Regions from separate parts of the Macaca mulatta genome. Here region 2 is linked to region 1. Evidence: chromatin contacts called from public Hi-C data. All regions are on one chromosome and are shown on one strand. The core of a region is the stretch at or near the end of the contact, and the rest is flanking DNA. Distances in the headings are between cores, read along the strand shown. Region 1 holds the start of CBX8 (chromobox 8). Region 2 holds the start of CBX4 (chromobox 4).

Region 1 (4,310 bases), core at 1,136-3,635:
GGGGCTCCAGGACTCTTCCTCCGGGTCCCCCAGGATTCTGGCCACAGGGATCCTGGCGATGAGGGAGGGCCTTCCCCCCTGGGCCCCCATGTCCCGGTAGAGGCCCCCCACAGAGCTGGGGGGGCCTGAGCCATGTCGGACCCGAGCACCACTGGGATCCAGGGCACCCTGGCCTTTGGCCTCCAGGAAGGCAGCCCTGTGCTTTATCACCCTGGCAGGGAAGGTGTCCACAGCCAGCTTGCCCGTGGCCTCAGCTGAGCTAGGGCTGGTCACACCACACTGCACCAGGTCCGAGTCCTGCCTTCGGGCCAGCTGGATCACGCTGTGGCCGGCTGGAAACTTTCCTGCCCCGGAAGGGGTGTCGTCCAGCTTCCTGCCCTTGAGGTACTCTCCGAGGCCGGCGCTGGGTTCGCCTAAGGGCCTCTGTGAGGGGTCCGGGAGCTCCTTCCGCGGCTTGGGGCCTCGCTTCTTAGAGCTGTCCCCCGGCGAGCTGGGCTTGTCATCCACTCGGCTGGTACCCCGCTCTCGTTCCCTCTCACGTTCCCGCTCCCTCTCTCGCTCCCTCTCCCTTTCTCGATCCCGCTCCCGGTCCCTATCTCGGTCCCGAGGGGGCTCTGCGCGGCAGGTGCTGCTGGTGCTGGTACTGCTTGCTGGTGGGGACAAACCCATGTTTCGAAGGCCCTCCCGGGCCCGGGAAGTGGAAGCCAGGTCCTGGGGCGAGCGGCCAGGGTAGGGGATCCGGATGCCCCTGGCTGAGTCACTTCGGAACTCGTAAGTTTTGGCCTTTGCCTTGGCCTGAGCCTGCAGGAGAGAAGATAGTATCAAGAGTGGGGCAGGGCCCTGTCCACCCCCACACGACTCCTGCTCTAGCCTTGATCTCCTATCTTTACCCTATGATGCCTGGGAATTTCTACATGGATGCATGGATGGGTGGGTGGGTGGGTGGATGAATAGGTGGGGAGGTTGTTGGAGCTGAGAGGTAGATGGATGGGAGAAGGGATAGAAGATTTGGCTGGAAGCAGTCATTCGCAAAAAGCACACTTTTTGCATTTGATTATATGTCCATTTGGGAGGGGGAGGGTAAAGGAATTCTAGTGTGGCCAAGCCAGTCCCCCCAGACACGGCTGGAGCTGCTACTGACTTGGTGACATCTTGTCAGGGAACTCCCTCCTAGATTACAAATAGGCAACATGTGTGGACACCCCATTGGCTCACAGTCGTCAGGGCCCCCTTCCCACAAATGACTCAACAACATTGTCCTCCACCATTGGACACTGCCAACCTACCTTGAGGAGGAAGGTTTTGGGCTTGGGTCCTCGCTTTTTGGGGCCATAGAGCTCCATCTCTCTTTCCCTGGAGAAAGAAGGAAAGGAGAAGAGGTGTGTGAGTAAAGAAAGCAAGTGGGACTCTAGTCCAGGCTGGAAAGAAGCCACTCTACTTGTTTCTAAGTGAGTGGCTGGGACTTGGAAGGGTCTGTACCTTTCCTCAAAGGCCGCGAGCAAGCGAGCATCCAGGATGTTTTCCTCCGGTTCCCATGTGCTGTACCTAAAGGGAATCAGGAAGAAGTGGGCATCAGTCCCAGGAGCAGGGTGAGAGCAGAGGGTGTGCGTGTGTGTGTGTGTGTGTGTGTAACTTTTCTCATTGCATTGTATTGTATTTCAACGTAAAGGCAAAAAGAGGAAGAAAGAAAGCTCCCGAATAACAGTATGGGATTGAGAATTGCATATAACCTACTTACTTCTGCGACCATCCTTTCCATTTCACGAGGTATTCCATGCGTCCCTGCGGGTGCAAAGGGGATAATGTGTGTGCATGGGGAGAAATGCATGACGAGGATACAAGAAATGCATGCGAAAATGCATGCACCAGATGAATGCTCGAAACCCCGCCGCAAAAGGCATGCGCCCGCTGCATCACCCCTGCACCTAACGCTGCACAAAGTGCATGCACCGGCATTCATTCCCCACCCCGCCCCCCACCCATGCAATCCGTGCATCGCTGCAAGTCTAAGGAAAGCGCTTGGGTTCAGAGCCGCCGCCGCCGCCGCCGCCGCCGCCGCCGCCACGGCCGCGGCCGCTGCTGGGACCTGGGGGAAGGGAAGCTGGGCTGCAGCAGGGGGAGGGAACCCGGGCCGGGAGGGGAGGGCCCGGCCGCACGGAGGCCCTAGGCCCGGGGGCACCTACTTTCCGTATGCGCCGCTTCAGGAGGGCTTCGGCCGCGAACACCCGCTCCCCCACCGCTGAAAGCTCCATGTTGACTCGCCGCTTCCCCTCTTGGCCGCTTCCAGGAGCAGAAAAGCAGCAGCCAGCGCACAACAGACCATAATACTCTCCCGCTGACGTCAGTTCTCCTCCCCCTCCCGGCGCTCTCGCTCCCTCCCGCGGCCCCCCTCCCGCGCTCCTCCGCTCGGCCCCCTCCCCTCCGCCCAGCGCTTCCTCCCGCCCCACGTGTTGCTAACGACGTTGCTAAAGCCGAGCGGCCGGAGGCCTGCGCCCCCGCACGCTGATTGGACGAACTCCGAGCCACGCCCCTCTTCCTTTCTCCCCCGCGTTGCTACGTGACCCGCGTTCCAATCGCCAGGGGGCGGAGTCCGAGGCGACTCCAGAGACGGAGCGCGCAAGAGGGAGGGGGCGCCGCCGGAAGTGACGCCACGGGGAGGGCGGGCCCGGCCGCTGTCAGTCTGTTGGGCTGGCGAGGGGGGCCGGCCGCCCTCTGTCCTCGCCGGGGCCCCCTCCCCCGCCACCAAGTTGTCCCTCCGGTGTTCGGCGTCCCCCACAGCTCTCGCTGGGATCCCCGCGGCGATGTCAGCCCAGCTCCGCCCCTCGGCAGACCCCGGCCCGCCCCACCCCCACCGCCCAGGACTCGCGCCCTCCCCTCCCCCCGCCGCCCGCGCCGCACAATGCACAATGCACAGGTGCTGGGGCGCCGCGGGCCGCGCCCGAACCCCGAGAGCCTGCGGCGCGCCCATCGGCCCGCTTCTCCCCCGGCCCCCGCCCCCCGCCCCGCACACCCGACCCCCGGTCTCCATGGCAACTTCCACCCCCCCACAGCCTGGTCCCGCTAACAAATCAATGTGCCTGTGTCTCAGGCTCCTGTCGAGCGGCCCTGCCCTCGGCCACCCTCTGGGCCCTGCGAGCCGGGCTGGCTGGAGCGCTCCTCCCCGGCTCCGAAGCCAAACACAGACCTGGTGGAGGCCCGGCTGTTCCCTCCGGAGCCCGCCTGCAGCCCGGGACCCCACAGAGGATGTCGCGCGGCTTCTTCCTGCCCCCCGACCGTCCCCGACGCCCGCAGCCACCTGCCCCTGCCCTTAGCCCGCGCTGCCCGCCCCCGCCAGGCCCCAGCACCGACCTTGCCTGCCCTGGTCGCCCCCTGCCCGTGGCCTAGGTGGGCCAAGGGCATCTGGGCAGAGCCGGCACGGGATGGGGTGCGCGGCTGGGGGTGCGTCTGGCTTCCCCCCGACCCCGGCGCCCGGCCCGTGCACTTCCTGTCCACCGCTTTTCCCAACGTGAGCGGCGGACATCCTGCGAGAAACGCCGGCGCGGGAAGCTGGGGGACGTCGCTGGGTCCAGTGCGGGCTGCGCGAGAGGGTCTCACGCGCGAAGATGGCGGGCTGCTGGAAAGGGACAAGGGCCGGCCGCGACCGCTTCGCCGTGCGCACATACGCACGTGCACCGCCGACCCTGCCGCCAGCTAGGCTGCCGGTGACCCGTGGCGGGGGCGGCGCTGGGGACAGCAGCCGCACTCTGGGTCCAGCTCCCTCCCACCCTGTTCTCTTAGTGCTCAAGCTCCAAATCACAACTCCCACTCCTTGAAACCCACGATTTAGTTCAAACATCGATGATCAGCCTGACTGGAAGCGGTTTCCCTTGGCCAGAGATGGGGTGGAAGAAAGAGAGGCGGGAAAAAAAGAGAGGCAGCGAGAGAACGATAGGAAGAGAGAGAGAAGCAGCCAAGGAGTCTGACTCGGAGAGGCAGGAAGCCCAGAGCGGAAAACTGGCCTCCTGTCCAAAGTGAGGCGCGCGCAGACGGCGGCAGCCGCGAGGTCCTCGACCCGCGGCGGCAAGCGGGGCGCTTCGCCCATCTTCCCTCCCGGTCCTGCCCCAGCCCCTGGAAACACGGGTTTCAGGTTTTGGCCTTGCTCCTAAACTTCACAAGGTGACCGCTGGCCGAACAGTCCCATCTCTCCGGCCGTTCTGTCTGAACGAACAGCGCGTCGGGGACGCTCAGATCTCCCAGTGACCCTCGCGGGCCGCCCGTGGGAGGCCGCCGACGGACGCGTCCTTAATCATAAAAAGTCATTCCCGGTAACA
Region 2 (4,310 bases), core at 562-3,061, 42 kb after region 1:
CCACCCCAAGCTGCAGCAACCGCCAAGGACGCTGGTTAGAGGAGCTGGGGCCGCAGCGTGCCCATCCAGGCCGGTTAGGGAGGGGGCTCCCACCAACTCCCTACCCGCCCCTTTCCTATTGCTGCGTCGCCCCCTTTGCCATTCCCATATACGGTCACGGGTGGCAGGCGGTGGCTGCGTGGGGGACGCTCACCTGTTCTGGAAGGCGATCAGCAGCCTGGGGTCCAGGATGTTCTCCTCCGGTTCCCACGTGTTATATCTTGCAAGGGAAAAGGGAGGGGGACACGGTGTAAAAAAAAAAAAAAAAAAAAAAAAAAGCCAGCTTTGCCGAGGCCTCCAGGTGGGGAGTGACATAAAGCCCTACTCTGTCTTTATGAACATTTAGCTGTGGATGTGGAGGGTAGATTTCTGCAGGCCTGACATAATCCCTGATACACTGCCCCCCTCAAATAAACACGCAAGGGTAGGAAGAAAGGGGAGGGGTAAGGAAAATGAAACTAGCAGTTTATTTTGCAGTTGTCAAGAATTTTAAGCATGTTACTGCGACATGTTCCAAAGCCACTTTGCTCACCAGGAACCCTGCGTGCAAAGCAGCCGAAATGCAAAGTCGCAGTCCCCCTCCTCTCCCCAGCCCCGAGTCCCCGCGAGGGCTTCAGTCGTTCTCCATTTGACCCCTAATCCGATCACCAACAGCCAAGCGCCCCCCCCACACCCCCTCGTGGCCCAGGAGCCTGCTGTCACGGGCAAGCAAACCCCAAATACTCAGCAACACAAAAATATGCCTCCGTGTGTGTGTGTGAGTGTGCGTGTGCCTGCGCGTCTATCTCCATCCGGTGCCTTCGCATTTCAAATTAAAGAAAAAAAATTCTCCACCAAAAGCGCTGCAGTGACAGTTCCCAACATTTTCTGCCTTTCTTCTTCCCCTCCCTGCACCACTAGGAGGGAGAAGGCACACAATTGCATTTTCGTCGCTTTTTAATTTTTTTTTTTTTTTTTGGTTTTGCAATATGGAGCCGTTCGGTGGAGGGAAAGGGGAAAGGAGCCATTTTCTGCTGCACATCAGTCAGTGCCTGAGCCCTCCCTCCCTCCGCCGGCCTCCCCGGCTCGGCCCCGCGTCTCTCCAGCTCCTCCGGCTCCTTTTAGTGCATAAATTAGTGATGGCATTTCCCGGAGAGCGGAGCACAACACAGGGCGCCGGGCTCGGGCTCGGCGGCTCGGCTTCCCCAGTGCCTGCCACCGACTTCCCCACCCCCTCCTCCCTCCACCCCACCTCCACCCCGCCTCCCGTCCGCTCCCCCCACCCCCCCCCCAGCAGCTCGGCGGGTCCGCGGCCCCAAGCCCCGCGCCTCGGTCCCGGGCCCCCGCCCTCCGCCGCGACTTACTTGGGCGACCAGCCTCTCCATTTCACCAGATACTCCACTCTGCCCTGGGGGGAAGAGACAGCACTCCATCAGCTTCCGCGGGATCCCCGGCCCGGCCCGCAGCCTCCCCACCCCCTCCCCGCCTTCTCGCGGGCCGCTCCGGCCGCCGCTCGCCGCCCCCGCGCCGCCCTACCTTGCGGATCCGCTTCTTCTCGATGCTCTCCACCGCGAAGACGTGCTCGCCAACAGCTGGCAGCTCCATGGCCCCGCCGCAGCGCGCCGGGGCGCGGGCGGCCGGCGCGGCTGCAGACGCTGCTAGCTCCCGCCGGCGCCCAGCTGCCGCCCCGGCCGAAGCGCCCCCGCCGCCGCCGCCGCTCGCCCCGCACACCCCGGCCGGCCCGCCGCTGCCCGCGCCCGCCCCGGCTCCCGGCTCGCGCTCGCTCAGACAACTGAGCCCGGGCCGCGGCTGCACAAGAACTCATGCAAATCCCGGACGTCAGCGGGCGGGGCCTCGCCGGGCCCAGCTCGGCGTCAGGGGGCGGGCCGCTGCGCGGATTGGCGCAGCCGGGCCTACCGGAGGCCCCGGGCCTGGGCGGCGGGGGGAGGAGGAAAGGGCGCGGGTGGGGGACGCAGAGGGGAGGGCGCCGGGGAGGTGCAGGGGGGAGGGATCGGCGAGCCTGGGAGAGGGAGGCTGCAGAGAGGGAGCGGGACCGGGAAGGAGAGGTGTGTCCGCCGGGGCGGAGGCGGGCGGAGAGCTTGACAGCCCGGGAGGGTCTCGGCAGCGACCCCTCGCCCGCAGCCTGGTGCCCGGGCCTCCCCCTCGCAGCTCGTTCTCAGTGTTCACGGCCCCGGGACCCCTGCTGGGGGCCACGGAAGCATCCGCCGCCGCTCCCAGTTGCACCGAATTGCGTCACCAGCGGCCCGGGACGCGCGGGCCCCGCCAGCAGGGGGCGGAATGGGGCAGGGGCAGCTCGCGCCCTCCTGCGGGCCCCGCCTCGCCTCCAGGCTCCGGGCATTTCGGAGCGCGAGGAGGGAAAGGGACAGGGCGGGGAGAAGGCTGAGGACTGGGTGCCAAAGAGAGCTTGAAGAATGCACGAGGAACGGGACCGAGGAGCAGCCAGCTCCGGGACCCTGGCACCCAAGAACCTCAGCAGAAAGGACTCCAAATACGATCTCACCTCGATCCTCAAGGGCTCCGAATTTACACTTGGTCCTCTTTATTGACGGGGCGAGATGTCCTATTTCTATCCGCCTCCAGAGTCAAGCTAGGCGAGAGGCACAGGAGGCAGAGAGAATGGGCGCAGGAGGCCGAGGTCCGCTTGGGGGCCCGAGGGGACTTCGTGGGGTCCAGGGAAAGGCCTGGAAAGAGGGACCTCGGAGGGCCGGGAAGAGATTGAGGCTGAGCGGGGGACGAACGGGCAGCGCAAAGGGGAGATGAACGGAATAACCGAGGAGCCACGCATTCGCCATGTGTCCGCGGACCCTTGTTCCCGACAGGCGGCCAAGCCAAGGCCCTCTGGACTGAAGCGGCCCGAGCAGCCGCGAGTGTGAAGTTTGGCACCTCCGGCGGCGGCGAGACGGCGCGTTCCTGCGCACGGCTCCTGCGTCCGGCTGGTGGAGCTGCTGCGCCCCATGCGGCCTGCCGAGGGCGCCGCCGAGGGCCCGCGAGCTCCGTGGGGTCGGGGTGGGGGGACCTGGGAGGGGACAGGGCGGCCCGAGGGGCAGGGGCAGGGGCGCGCCTGACCTGGGGTGTGTCTGGGCCCCGGCTACGGGCTCTTGAAGGACCGCGAGCAGGAAGCTTGCGCAATCCCTTGGCTGAGCGTCCACGGAGAAAGAAAAAGAGCAAAAGCAGAGCGAGAGTGGAGCGAGGGATGGGGGCGGGCAAAGAGCCATCCGGGTCTCCACCACCGCCCTGACACACGACCCGGCTGTCTGTTGGGGACCGCGCGGAGGCTTGGGCGAGCAGGGGAGGGAGGAGCCTGCGCGGGGCTTGTGTTCGCCCAGGAATCCCTGAGAAGCCTGAAGACGGTCTGGTGTTGAACGCACACGTGGACTCCATTTCATTATCACCTTGCAGCTCTTGCACCACGGAGGCTGCTGCTGCCGGACGACTCCTGCCCACGGAGACCCACGTGGCCCCTCCCCAGGGGTGTAGGGGTGAAGGTTGTCTTCTGGTGGCAGCAGAGGTGTTGGGTTTGCGACTGATCTCTAACGAGCTTGAGGTGCAAACCTAGGATTCCCTGAGTGTTGGGGTGCGGGGGGAGCAAGCAAGGTGGCACGACGCCTGCCTAGTTTCCCTAACTAGTTGCAGGGGGTGGGGGCCGGCTCTCAGGGTTTATAACAGCTGGGTGGGTGTACAGGAAAATATTTTTCTCCTGCCGTGTTTGGCTTTTTCCTGGCATTCTTGCCCAGGGCGAAGAACTGTCGCGCGGGACAGCTCCACTGTGGAAGGAGAGGGGTCGCGAGGCTGGCGCGAGAAGCGCTGTAGGTGGCAGTCACCCGTCCACGCCGCACCGGCCACCTGCGCCGTCGGACCATCGGGAGGTCTGCAGCAACTTTGTCCCGGCCAGTCCCCTTGTCCGGGAAGGGGCTGAGCTTCCCGACACTCTACCCTCCCCCTTTTGAAAATCCCCTGGAAAATCTGTTTGCATTGGGTGTTTCCGCGGCGTCCAGGTCGGGGGTGTCGGGGGAGGCCGAGTGGCTGCTGCAGCCTCCCTGCTGCCAGGGGCGTCGGACTCCGCTTCGCTCACTACGCCCAGGCCCCTCGGGGGCCCATGCTGAGGACTTCGGGGCCACACAGCAGGACCCGCTGCCCCGACGACGTGTTTGCGCAGGACCCGGGCTGGACCAGCCGCGGAGCTGGGGAGGAAGGGCGGGGGGGTCTGTACAGCGGATCTTTCCTGGAGTTGCTTGTGCGGCGGCAGGAAGCGTCTTCAGGCTCCCCAAGAC

What was found. A called contact is a pair of places that touch in the nucleus more often than the background predicts.
Region 2: a contact with region 1 is called in a Hi-C map of liver, with 2.8 times the contacts expected there. The contact joins the promoter of CBX4 here to the promoter of CBX8 in region 1. A contact is called at or near these places in 4 of 14 Hi-C or Micro-C datasets (CD4 T cells, cortical neurons, fetal cortex germinal zone and 1 more).

Annotation. Positions count from the first base shown.
Region 1 is chr16:89,478,369-89,482,678 of T2T-MMU8v2.0, forward strand. It overlaps CBX8 (chromobox 8), which reads right to left and starts at 2,386. Exons shown (of 5, transcript XM_015120496.3): 1 at 2,184-2,386; 2 at 1,739-1,782; 3 at 1,480-1,545; 4 at 1,287-1,353; 5 at 1-801. The coding sequence starts at 2,252.
Region 2 is chr16:89,520,509-89,524,818 of T2T-MMU8v2.0, forward strand. CBX4 (chromobox 4) reads right to left here and starts at 1,812. Exons shown (of 6, transcript XM_077973128.1): 1 at 1,737-1,812; 2 at 1,555-1,664; 3 at 1,383-1,426; 4 at 194-259. The coding sequence starts at 1,623. LOC144336039 (a long non-coding RNA gene) reads left to right here and starts at 3,165. Exons shown (of 2, transcript XR_013407434.1): 1 at 3,165-3,583; 2 at 3,774-4,310.